Linked DNA regions of Ovis aries: region 1 is linked to region 2. Evidence: chromatin contacts called from public Hi-C data. All regions are on one chromosome and are shown on one strand. The core of a region is the stretch at or near the end of the contact, and the rest is flanking DNA. Distances in the headings are between cores, read along the strand shown.

Evidence for each region. Hi-C and Micro-C count contacts between places; a contact is called where the count stands out from the background.
Region 1: a Hi-C map of liver shows a contact between it and region 2, with 3 times the contacts expected there. The contact joins the enhancer-like site here to the promoter of PLIN3 in region 2. A contact is called at or near these places in 11 of 16 Hi-C or Micro-C datasets (blood, hypothalamus, liver and 5 more).

What each region holds. Positions count from the first base shown.
Region 1 is chr5:17,155,625-17,160,556 of ARS-UI_Ramb_v3.0, reverse strand. TICAM1 (TIR domain containing adaptor molecule 1) reads right to left here. Exons shown (of 3, transcript XM_042250120.2): 3 at 3,930-4,932. The coding sequence ends at 4,224. Among named protein-coding and RNA genes, the nearest start is that of TICAM1, 18 kb to the right of the region's middle. Within about 2 kb of position 2,511, at least 23 of the 54 cell types and tissues checked have an H3K27ac peak or open chromatin away from gene starts, as enhancers often do. A contact at or near this core is called in liver and tail adipose tissue, where this site is marked.
Region 2 is chr5:17,106,330-17,111,644 of ARS-UI_Ramb_v3.0, reverse strand. PLIN3 (perilipin 3) reads right to left here and starts at 1,772. Exons shown (of 7, transcript XM_042250118.1): 1 at 1,708-1,772.

The sequences.
Region 1 (4,932 bases), core at 1,262-3,761, 48 kb before region 2:
GGCAAGCCCCTCCTCTGTTTTCCCTTCAGGGCTGTTTGGCCTAGAGGAAGCACCCCCAGGCCCATGGAGCCATGCGAGGTGGGCTGGTCTCTGAGCCGGAGGTCGCCACCAGGGGGCGCTGGAGCAGCAGGAATCGTGGCCTCCTGTGAAGTTGACCGTTCCTACAGGGTCTCTCCTCCAGGCCTTTGCCAGTGCTGTGCCCAACCCCAGGGACACTTTTGCCCACCAGTGGTTCATTCTGACATAAGCCTCTGGTGTCAGCTGACTTCCTCCTTCCAGAAGGTCCTCTTAATCCCCCCCTAGGCTGGTCAAGGATCCCCTTTGAGCCCCCTACACTTTGTCACAGTCCTGACCACCCTGTAACTCTGTCTCTGAAACTGCTCCATGACCCCTGGGAGGACAGCACAGAGGTGTCTCAGGTCACCTAAGGGGGTGACCACTCAGTCAGCCCTGTGTCCAAGGGCCTGCACATTGTAGCAGCTCAATAAATGTCGGTTGGCTAAATGGATGGAAGAACCCACATCCTCTCCACTTACTGCCCAGTAAGCTCCATGGGGGCAGGGACCAGGCCTGTGACCACAGTGCTCAGCAGGATCTGCCCACAGTACGTGCTCACCAACTGTCAGTCAAAAGGATTCACTTTACTGAACAGTTACTGTGTGCCATGGTCTGCGGTGGGTTCTGAAAATGCTGCAGTGACCAAGACAGATCAGCCCCAAGCTCCCTCAGGGTGGGCAGGCTGTAGTGGAGAAGCCAGAAATTAGCAAGTAATGAAGTGAACAGGAATAGTTCAAAGAATTTTTTGAAATCAAGGCCATAAATTCACAAGCTGCTAAAATCCAGTAGAGAGACACCTGGCTCCTTATCCTGCCCCCAAAGACTGCTTGTGAGCTGTATGACCTTAGATAAATGACGCCACCCCTCCTGACCTCAGTTTCCTCATCTGTAAACTGGGAACACTGTTTCTAGTTCCCATGGCCATTGAGAGAATGAAGTGAGTGCAGGCCTGCAAGCTCGGTCACTCAGTCATGTCCAATTCTTTGCCACCCCATGGACCTAGCCTGCCAGTTTCCTCTGTCCATGGAATTTTCCAGGTAAGAAGACTGGAGCAGGTTGCCATTTCCTCCTCTAGGGGATCTTCCCGACCCAGAGATCAAACTCATGTCTCCTGCATTGGCAGGCAGATTCTACACCACTGAGCCACCTGGGGTGCCATCCACTACGTGAAGCCCTCAGCTCAGGGCTTTCAAAACGATCATCTTTTAAATACATTTGGGTTGATGCAGTGATGTACCTACCAGAGTTCCAGACCGAAGCTTGCCAGGTCCATGGCACAAGTGAGAAAGATGCAGCCCAGAAAAGGGCTGTGACTTGTGACTCACAACATTTCAGGGACGAAATAAAAGCTCACGTTCTGAATGTGCCCTCTTCTCCCTCCACCGGGGTCTAGCCCCCAGCCTCACTGGCCTGGACTCGCAGCTTCTGCCTCGCTCTCCAGTCTGCCCTCCCTGCAGCAGCCACCAGAGGGCGCATGTGAGCACCTGAGTCAGACTCCGCCCCTCTTTTGCCCATAGCCCTCCAGGGCTCGCAACTCCCTGAGAGCAAAAACCGAAGTCCTCCTGCAGCCCACAAAGCCCTGCACGACCTGCCTGCGCCCTCTCTCCCGGACCTCCTCCCTCTCTCCCCCTCACCTACTCTGTCTGTCTTTGCTGTTCATGCAACGGTATGTGCGGTCCTGCCCCAGGGTCTTTGCACAGCCTGTTTCCTCTGCCCCAAAGATCACCTTCCTTTCCAAGTTCTTCCCATGATGACCAGCTCCTTTTCTTTCTCTAGATATTGGCTGTAATGCAACCTCCTCAGAGAAGCCCTTCCTGGCTATCTGGGCCAAAGTTCTTCCTCGTGAGGCACTACCATTAGGTGCCCTGTTTATTTCCTCGGAAGTCTCCTCACTTACTGAAACTACCTCACTTCCTCATCTGATGACTCATTCGCTGCTCCCTCCCCTCCACCTCCGCCTGCAATTGAAAATAGACTAGGGACGGTTCACATTTGCCCCTACTGCACCCCAATATCTGGGATGATTCTGGCACACAGCAGGAGCTCAATAAATATTGGTCAACTGGAAAAATGGCAAGTGTCTGATGAACTGTGGCAGACCCTAGCCTCAGTCATCAGAAACTTTCTGTTTGGGAATTCCCTGGTGGCCCAGTGGTTGGGACTCAGCGTTTTCACTGGGGTCAACCAGGTTCAGTTGTTGGTCAGGGAACTAAGATCCTGTAAGACGCGCTGCAGGGTCAAAAAGAATAGAAAAAAAGGGAAACCATCTGTTCCCTTGACCCCCACCCCAACCAAAAACCTAATCTTTCCAGATTTCACTTCACTGGGGGAAGGCCGGTTCAGGAGCAGATCCTTGACAAAATCTGAGTCAGCTACTAAAATAGCAAACGGTGCGTGACAGCCTGGGTGACTCACACCAGGCCCGCCCTTTGGGGTGGCTGGTGGAAGAAAGGGCATGCTAAGGCAGAGTTCAAATCCTGCTGTTGGGCCAGAGAAGGCCTACACACCTGACCCACATACACCCTTCCTGGGCTGATCTCTTTTCCTCCCTCAGAAATCCGACCACGGCATTGCAATCTCCCCATTTACAATCAGTGTGGCTTTGGGGCCAGAATTCACCTCTCTCAGCCTTGGTTTTCCCCATCTGCAAAATGGGACCAGTAACAGAATCTTTTACTCCCGGGGGAGGGTCTTTTTTTTTTTTTTTTTTGCTGCACCCCAGAGCATGTGGGATCTTATTTCCCTGACCAGGGATGGAAACCACATCCCCTCCAGTGGACTTTGGAGTCTTAACCACTGGACCACCAGGAAAAGTCCCAGGGAGGTCATTTTTGAGGATTAGAATGTTTACATATGTAAAGCCTCCAGAATGGATAAATAGTAAGTGCTCAACAAACGTTAATTCTATTCTTATTCTCAGAAGAGAATGCTGCTGCTGCTGCTAAGTCGCTTCAGTCGTGTCCGACTCTGTGCGACCCCATAGATGGCAGCCCACCAGGCTCCCCCGTCCCTGGGATTCTCCAGGCAAGAACACTGGAGTGGGGTGCCATTTCCTTCTCCAATGCATGAAAGTGAAAAGTGAAAGTGAAGTTGCTCAGTTGTGTCTGACCCTCAGCGACCCCATGGAGTGCAGCCCACCAGGCTCTTCCATCCATGGGATTTTCCAGGCAAGAGTAAGAGTGGGGTGCCATTGCCTTCTCCTCAAAAGAGAATAAGAGACCCTTAAAAAGATTAATCCCCTTCATACCAGACACGAAGTTAACAAGCACTTACACTGTCCCTGGTATTTCAGTGCAATTGCCCACAATCCGCTGATGACCTTGGAACGATGGCCTCGTAAACCCATTTCACAGGTGAGAAAGCAGAGGCTCAAGAGAGGTGAAGGCACTTGTATAAGAATACACAGTGTGATCTGAGTCCAGCCTTCAAGGTAAGAGCATCAATGCAGAACCCTTCTTCCCCAAAAAAGGGCTGCAACAGAAACAGCTATATGTACTCTCAATGTGTTTTCTCTCCACCTTCTCTAGAATTAGAACCAACACTTTTGGCAAAGCACATGGCCTGTGAGAAGATTATATTTCCCAGCTTCCCTTGCACCTGGGGGTAGTCCAGGGGACTACATCCTGACCAATGAAGTGAAACCAAAATTTCAGCTCCTGTTCCTTTTATGGCAATAATAGCCACCTGTTTTTTTGTTTTGCTTTTGGCCACACAGCATGGCATGTGGGATCTCAGTTCGCTGACAAGGTATGGAACCCGTGCCCCCTGCATTGGAAGCGGAGAGTCTTAACCACTGGGCCACCAGGGAAGTCCCACTAGCCACGTTTTTATCTTGACAAATGGCAAGGAGCAGGCCTTCCTGAGTACAATGGTGCTATCAAAGCATTCAATAAATATTTATTACAATTGAAACACCATACCCATACCCCCAGCTCATTCCCCATCACTACCATCTAGAGAGAGGGCAAGAGAGAGAATTTATAAACTCATATCCAGTTCTGGCCACCTCCAGGGCCAGAAAGTCATGGGGCCCATTTTGCCCTATTTCCTGAGATGGAAGTTCTCCCCTGCAGTGTCCTAAAAGTAGCAAACAACCCCGTGCTCCACCGCCCCCTAGAGATGAAGGGGAGTGGTTAAAGCCGAGGCCATCGGATCCAGTCACTTGGTCATTCCGTTTCCCTCGTCTGGTCCTCGGGTGCCTGGGTCCCTCTCTGATTCCACATGTGGTTGTTGACCCCCAGCTGTACCATCTGCGCATGGTGTATGATGAGGGGCTGGAGCCCAGGGCTCCGAGGACGCGCAGGTGGTGCTTGTGAGAAGTCCGGGGGCTGTGGGAAGGCCGGTGGGGCTTGCTGGAAGGCCGGTGGGGGTTGCGGAAAGGTCGGCGGGGGTTGCGGGAAGGTCAGTGGGGGTTGCGGGAAGGTTGGCGGGGGTTGCGGGAAGGTCGGCGGGGGTTGCGGGAAGGTCGGCGGGGGTGTGCCCCCCAGCCAAGGAGGTAGGGGCGGTGGCTGATGACCCGGCAGGGTGGGAAAGGGTGATGGTGGGGTTCCCAGGGACCCCTGTCCCCCAAAGGGCAGCTGAGTTCCAAATGGCATGTAGTTCGCCAAAGCAACCTGGAGCTTCTCCACCTGCGTCTGGTAGGCCAGGTAGCTATGGACATAAGCCGACCACGCCGCGCCCCACGCCGCTGCGTGCTGCCGTTCACTTTCCAGCTGTTGGCTCTGTTCCCGAAGTGCCCGGGCATCCTGTTCCTTCCTCCACTTGGCCTTGCGGGCCCGCAGCATCTGGGGCTTGAAGGTGTTGGTCACCTTCCTGGCGAAGATCTTGGAGTGCTCGTCCAGCAACACCAGGCCGGTAAGCAGGCTAGACGTGCTG
Region 2 (5,315 bases), core at 523-3,022:
GACCAGGGATCAAACCTGTGCCCCACCTGCAGTGGAAGCTCAGAGTCTTAACCACTGGACGGCCAGAGAAGTCCCCTCACAATGAATGACCCCCAGGGTCATTCTAGAAGCCTCTGGTGAACCCCTGACCTCGAGTCTGAGCATTTTCTTCCAGACATTGTGTTTGCCATTCCCGAAGTGGAACCCAGGCTTCTCAGAACCTGGGAAGTAGGTAAAGACCCTGCCTGCCAAGGCAGGAGACATGAGAGAGGAGGGTTCGAACCCTGGGTCGGGAAGATCCCCTGGAGAAGGAAATGGCAGCCCACTCCAGTATTCCTGCCTGGAGAATCCCATGGAGGGAGGAGCCTGACAGGCTACAGTCCATGGGGTCACAAAGAGTTGGACGTGACTGAAGCGACTTAGCGTGCACACACAAGAGTGGAACCCGGCAAACCCATGTTTTGAGAGCACCAGTTCTGGTGTCCAAACTGGGTTCTAATCCCAGCTCTGCAACTTGCTGGCTGTGGGAGCTTAGGAAGGCAACACCCGTTCTTGGAGCCTCACTTCCCACATCTATGAAATGGAGGTAACCATTCCTAGCACAGAGTCCCTGCGGATTGGAGGAGAGATTGCGCGTGCGCACTTAGCTTGGGACCTGGCATGTAGCAGGCGCTCAGGAAACGGATCCATTTCACACCACTCTGTCTTCCACACAGAAACTGGTGAAACCAGCCAGGATTGAGCTTCTGCTTGGTACAAAGGTCCCCCACAGGGGAAGTGGGGAGAGAAGGCACATCCACCCGGGTGATCATCACCTGACTCCTGTTCTCCCCCTCATCCTCCCCAGAGTCTGAGTTCAGCTGGACGGCACACAGGTCCTCCCTCCCATCCGTTTTGTACATCCAGTCCCTCTGGAATCGGTTTAACCAAGGACGGCCATTGCAGATATCACACCCCCCTGCCCCATAAAAGTCCTTGGGGGTCAGCAACCTGCCTGCAGCGGGCCTCAGCTGTGAGAGCAAGAACTGGCTGAAACTGGAGTCACGCAGCTGTCCAACTGCAGCCAGGATATGCTAAGATCCAACTTCCAGAGTTCTCCCGAGAAGGAACCCAAGCCTTGGCTCTGGTTTTACAAACGTCCCAAGGACTCAGATAAAGGGTAGGCCTTCCCACCGCCACTTTGTGCAATCCACTGGCCACACCACTCAGGAAAAGGGGGCGGGATTGGCCCCAGACCCTCCCAGAGTCAGCTGGGGTGCCAGAAGGAGGGCAAGGGAGGGGCCAAGTCCCCAGGCGGCAAAACCATTTGGAGAGGAAGGGGCTTTGCTAGGCAGAGGGATTGCTCCCCTGGTCGGGGTTGGGGGGGAATTTCTACGCGGAATGGGCTACGGCTTGTCTCCAAAGTGCGTCAGCAATGCAGGAGGATGTGGTTTGGGACGGGGAACTTGGACCCCCGCCCCATGCTGCCACTTCTAGGGTGTTCTTTCGTGCACCTCCCCCCCCGCCAAAGTCCTAGATATTGAGAGAAGAAAGTCTGAACGTCGAAGCCTGTTCCAGAAGTTTAATTTCTCTGAGGAGGGAAGAGTGCTCAGTCCAGGCTGACCCCTCTCCAGGCCGCGGAGACAAGCAGAGTCCCCAGGAAGGCCCTCCCTGTCCCTACCTCCCTTAGGGCACCCCAGGACTCAGCGGACCCTGCCCCCACCTCAATCGGGGCCCCTGGCCTCTCACCGCGGTCAGCGGGACGTCCAGGGCACAGCCGCCACTACTTCAAAGCCAGCTCCAAAACCGTCCTGGGCCGGACCAAGACCAGCGTTTATATTTGGGGGCGGGCGCCCGGGAGTGACGGGTCGGAGGACCAATCTTGTTGGGAGCCGCCTGCCGCCAGGCCACGCCCCTCGCCCGGCTTGGGACGTTGGAGCCACAAGTGAAGTCCAGGAAAGGCTGAACTAGGGCGCCCTCCCAACTGTACACCCAGCTGGCAACACCCGTACGACCCCGGAGCCAGCCCAGGAGAGCCCCTTCCCCGTCTGGGACCCTGGGAACTGGGCGATGGGAGATGATCCTAGGGTCCCCTTTCCTTACCCAATCGAGGCTGTGAGAACTCAGAGATCATTGCGTGAGGCCTCCTTCTGTCAGGCGCCACCACTCCATCCCGACCCCTCCGAACAAGGGTGATGGAGCCGGCCCCATCTAGCATTATGAGCAACTTGCCCTGACCTGTATCGTGCCACTCAGTCCTCACAACACTTGGTGTCCCTTTATCACCTCATTTTACAGCTGAGTAAGCCGAGGGAATACCAGACCACCTGACCTGCCTCTTGAGAAATCTGTATGCAGGTCGGGAAGCAACAGTTAGAACTGAACATGGAACAACAGACTGGTTCCAAATAGGAAAAGGAGTACGTCAAGGCTGTCTACTGTCACCCTGCTTATTTAACTTCTATGCAGAGAAACTTCTATCATGAGAAACGCTGGACTGGAAGAAGCACAAGCTTAAATCAAGATTGCTGGGAGAAGTATCAATCACCTCAGATATGCAGATGACACCACCCTCATGGCAGAAAGTGAAGAGGAACTCAAAAGCCTCTTGATGAAAGTGAAAGTGGAGAGTGAAAAAGTTGGCTTAAAGCTCAACATTCAGAAAACTAAGATCATGGCATCTGGTTCCATCACTTCATGGGAAATAGATGGGAAAACAGTGGACACAAGTGTCAGACTTTATTTTGGGGGGCTCCAAAATCACCGTAGATGGTGATTGCAGCCATGAAATTAAAAGACGCTTACTCCTTGGAAGAAAAGTTATGACCAACCTAGACAGCATATTCAAAAGCAGAGACATTACTTTGCCAGCAAAGGTCCATCTAGTCAAGGCTACGGTTTTTCCAGTGGCCATGTATGGATGTGAGAGTTGGACTATAAAGAAAGCCGAGTGCCAAAGAATTGATGCTTTTGAACTGTGGTGTTGGAGAAGACTCTTGAGAGTCCCTTGGACTGCAAGGAGATCCAACCAGTCCACTCTGAAGGAGATCAGCCCTGGGATTTCTTTGGAAGGAATGATGCTAAAGCTGAAACTCCAGTTCTTTGGCCACGTCATGCGAAGAGTTGACTCATTGGAAAAGACTGATGCTGGGAGGGATTGGGGGCAGGAGGAGAAGGGGACGACAGAGGATGAGACGGCTGGATGGCATCACTGACTCAATGGACGTGAGTCCGAGTGAACTCTGGGAGTTGGTGATGGACAGGGAGGCCTGGCGTGCTGCGATTCATGGGGTCGCAGAGTCGGACATGACTGAGTGACTGAACTGAACTGAACTGAATTGAAGCCGAAGCCCAGAAAGCAGGAACCAGGGACAGTGCAGGGGCCAACCCTCTCTGACTCCTGGATCAACTCCCTCCTGAAGGCGCATCATTGGGATTCCCCCACCCCACCACCAGCCCCCCAAATCCTTTATTTTCTTTGCCTATAAACCAAGGTCTCAAACTCAAATGGCCCTAGGAACCAGGCAGAAGGTAAGTGCTTCTGCTAAAAAAAAAAAAAAAAAAAGTGACAGCATGCCTTTTCTCCAGGGAGCAGAATTTTAACCCTGAGGGAGACACTCTAAGGTATTCACAGATCCATGGGGATTCCAGACTTAGACAAAGTGTTCTCCCTCTTAAAAAATTTGACCAAGTGAAAATCAATGGAGCTATGTGGTAGAGTTTTCAGAGATTTTGGGAATGTTCTTGAACTCTGTGCCACCCTGTATAGTGGCCACCAACACCATGTGGCTATTGCACACCAAGAAACTGAACATACATGTTTAAGTAACTACAAGCAACTTGTCAGATTTCTGAGTCTGAATCCCCAGGATGATTAAATCAAGTATATAAAATTATCAAAGAAAAAACTTTCATATTTGTGGCATGCTTTCCCCCCAATCCATTCATTTTCCTAGTCATTCATTCGACAGTTCTTACTGAGCTGCTGTGCTGGGCGAGGGGAGGCCAGGAGCAAAAGGCAGGTCCCAGCCTTGTGGTGCTCACCACCCAGTGGGGAATGGGCCATAAACAAGATAAGTGAGTGCAATGCACAGTGGGTCAGGTGGTGGTAAATGCTACCAAGAAAAGCAAAGGATTGAGAATGTGGGGGTTGCACTTTTTAATAAGGTAGACAGGGGTGGCCTTTTAGAGTGCCATCTGAGTACAGAAAGGATGGAGGAGAGGAGGGAGCCACAGAGAAATCTGGGGAGATCTCTGATGATAGAAACAGCCCATGCAAAGGCCCTGAGACTGGACCATGCCTAGCCACTTGGTTGTTATTGTTCAGTTGCTCAATCATGCCTGAATCTTTGTCACCCCATGGACTGCAGCATGCCAGGCTTCCCTGTCCTTCACTATCTCCCAGAGTTAGCTCAAACTCGTGTCCATTGAGTCAGTGATGCCACCCAACAGTCTCATCCTCTGTGGCCCCCTCCTCCTCTTGCCTTCAGTCTTTCCCAGCGTCAGGGTCTTTTCCAATGGGTCAGCTCTTCGCATCAAGTGGCCGAAGTATTGGAGTTTCAGCTTCAGCATCAGTCCTTCCAATGAGTACTCGGGGTTGATTTCTTTTAGGATTGACTGGTTTGATCTTCTTACTGTCCAATGGACTCAAGAGTCTTCTCCAGCACCACAGTTCGAAAACATCAATTCTTCAGCACTCAGCCAGCCTTCTTTATGGCCCAACTCTGACATCTGTAGTGAATACTGGAAAAAACATAGCCTTGACTAGATGAACCTTTGAATTGGAGATACACTTAAAACATGATGGAGGGACTTCCCTGGTGGTCCAGTGGCTACAACTTTGTACTCCCAAAGCAGTGGGACCTGGGTTTGATCCCTGGTCAGGGAACTAGATCCTACATGCCACAACTAAGACCCGGCACAGCCAAAGAAATTAATTAAATATTTAAAAAATGATTTGACTGAGGCAAAATGAGGAGAGGGAGAGAGCTAGAGGAGAATGGGTCTGGGATGGGCAGAGCTCAGAGAAGTGATTTGTCCAAGGTCACACAGCTGGGAAGTCACCAGGAGATATGTATGACTGGTAGCCTTCAGCTTCTGAGTGGCCGTCAGTGCTGGGATGTGGCCAAAATACCCCTGGTCAAGCGGATGTAACTCAGTTCTGATTTGGAAAATAAGGTCTTGATGATTTTGTCCCACATCTTCAACCCTGGTATGGGGATCGTCTCCACCACCTCCAGTCTCTTGTGAGCACAGCCAGGAGTGCACGCATGGGTGGGGAGGGGAAGGAAAGGTGGCCACACCGTGGGTTCTTAGCACCACTGCCTCTTCCTCCTGGAAGCCTTCCTGCCTGCCTC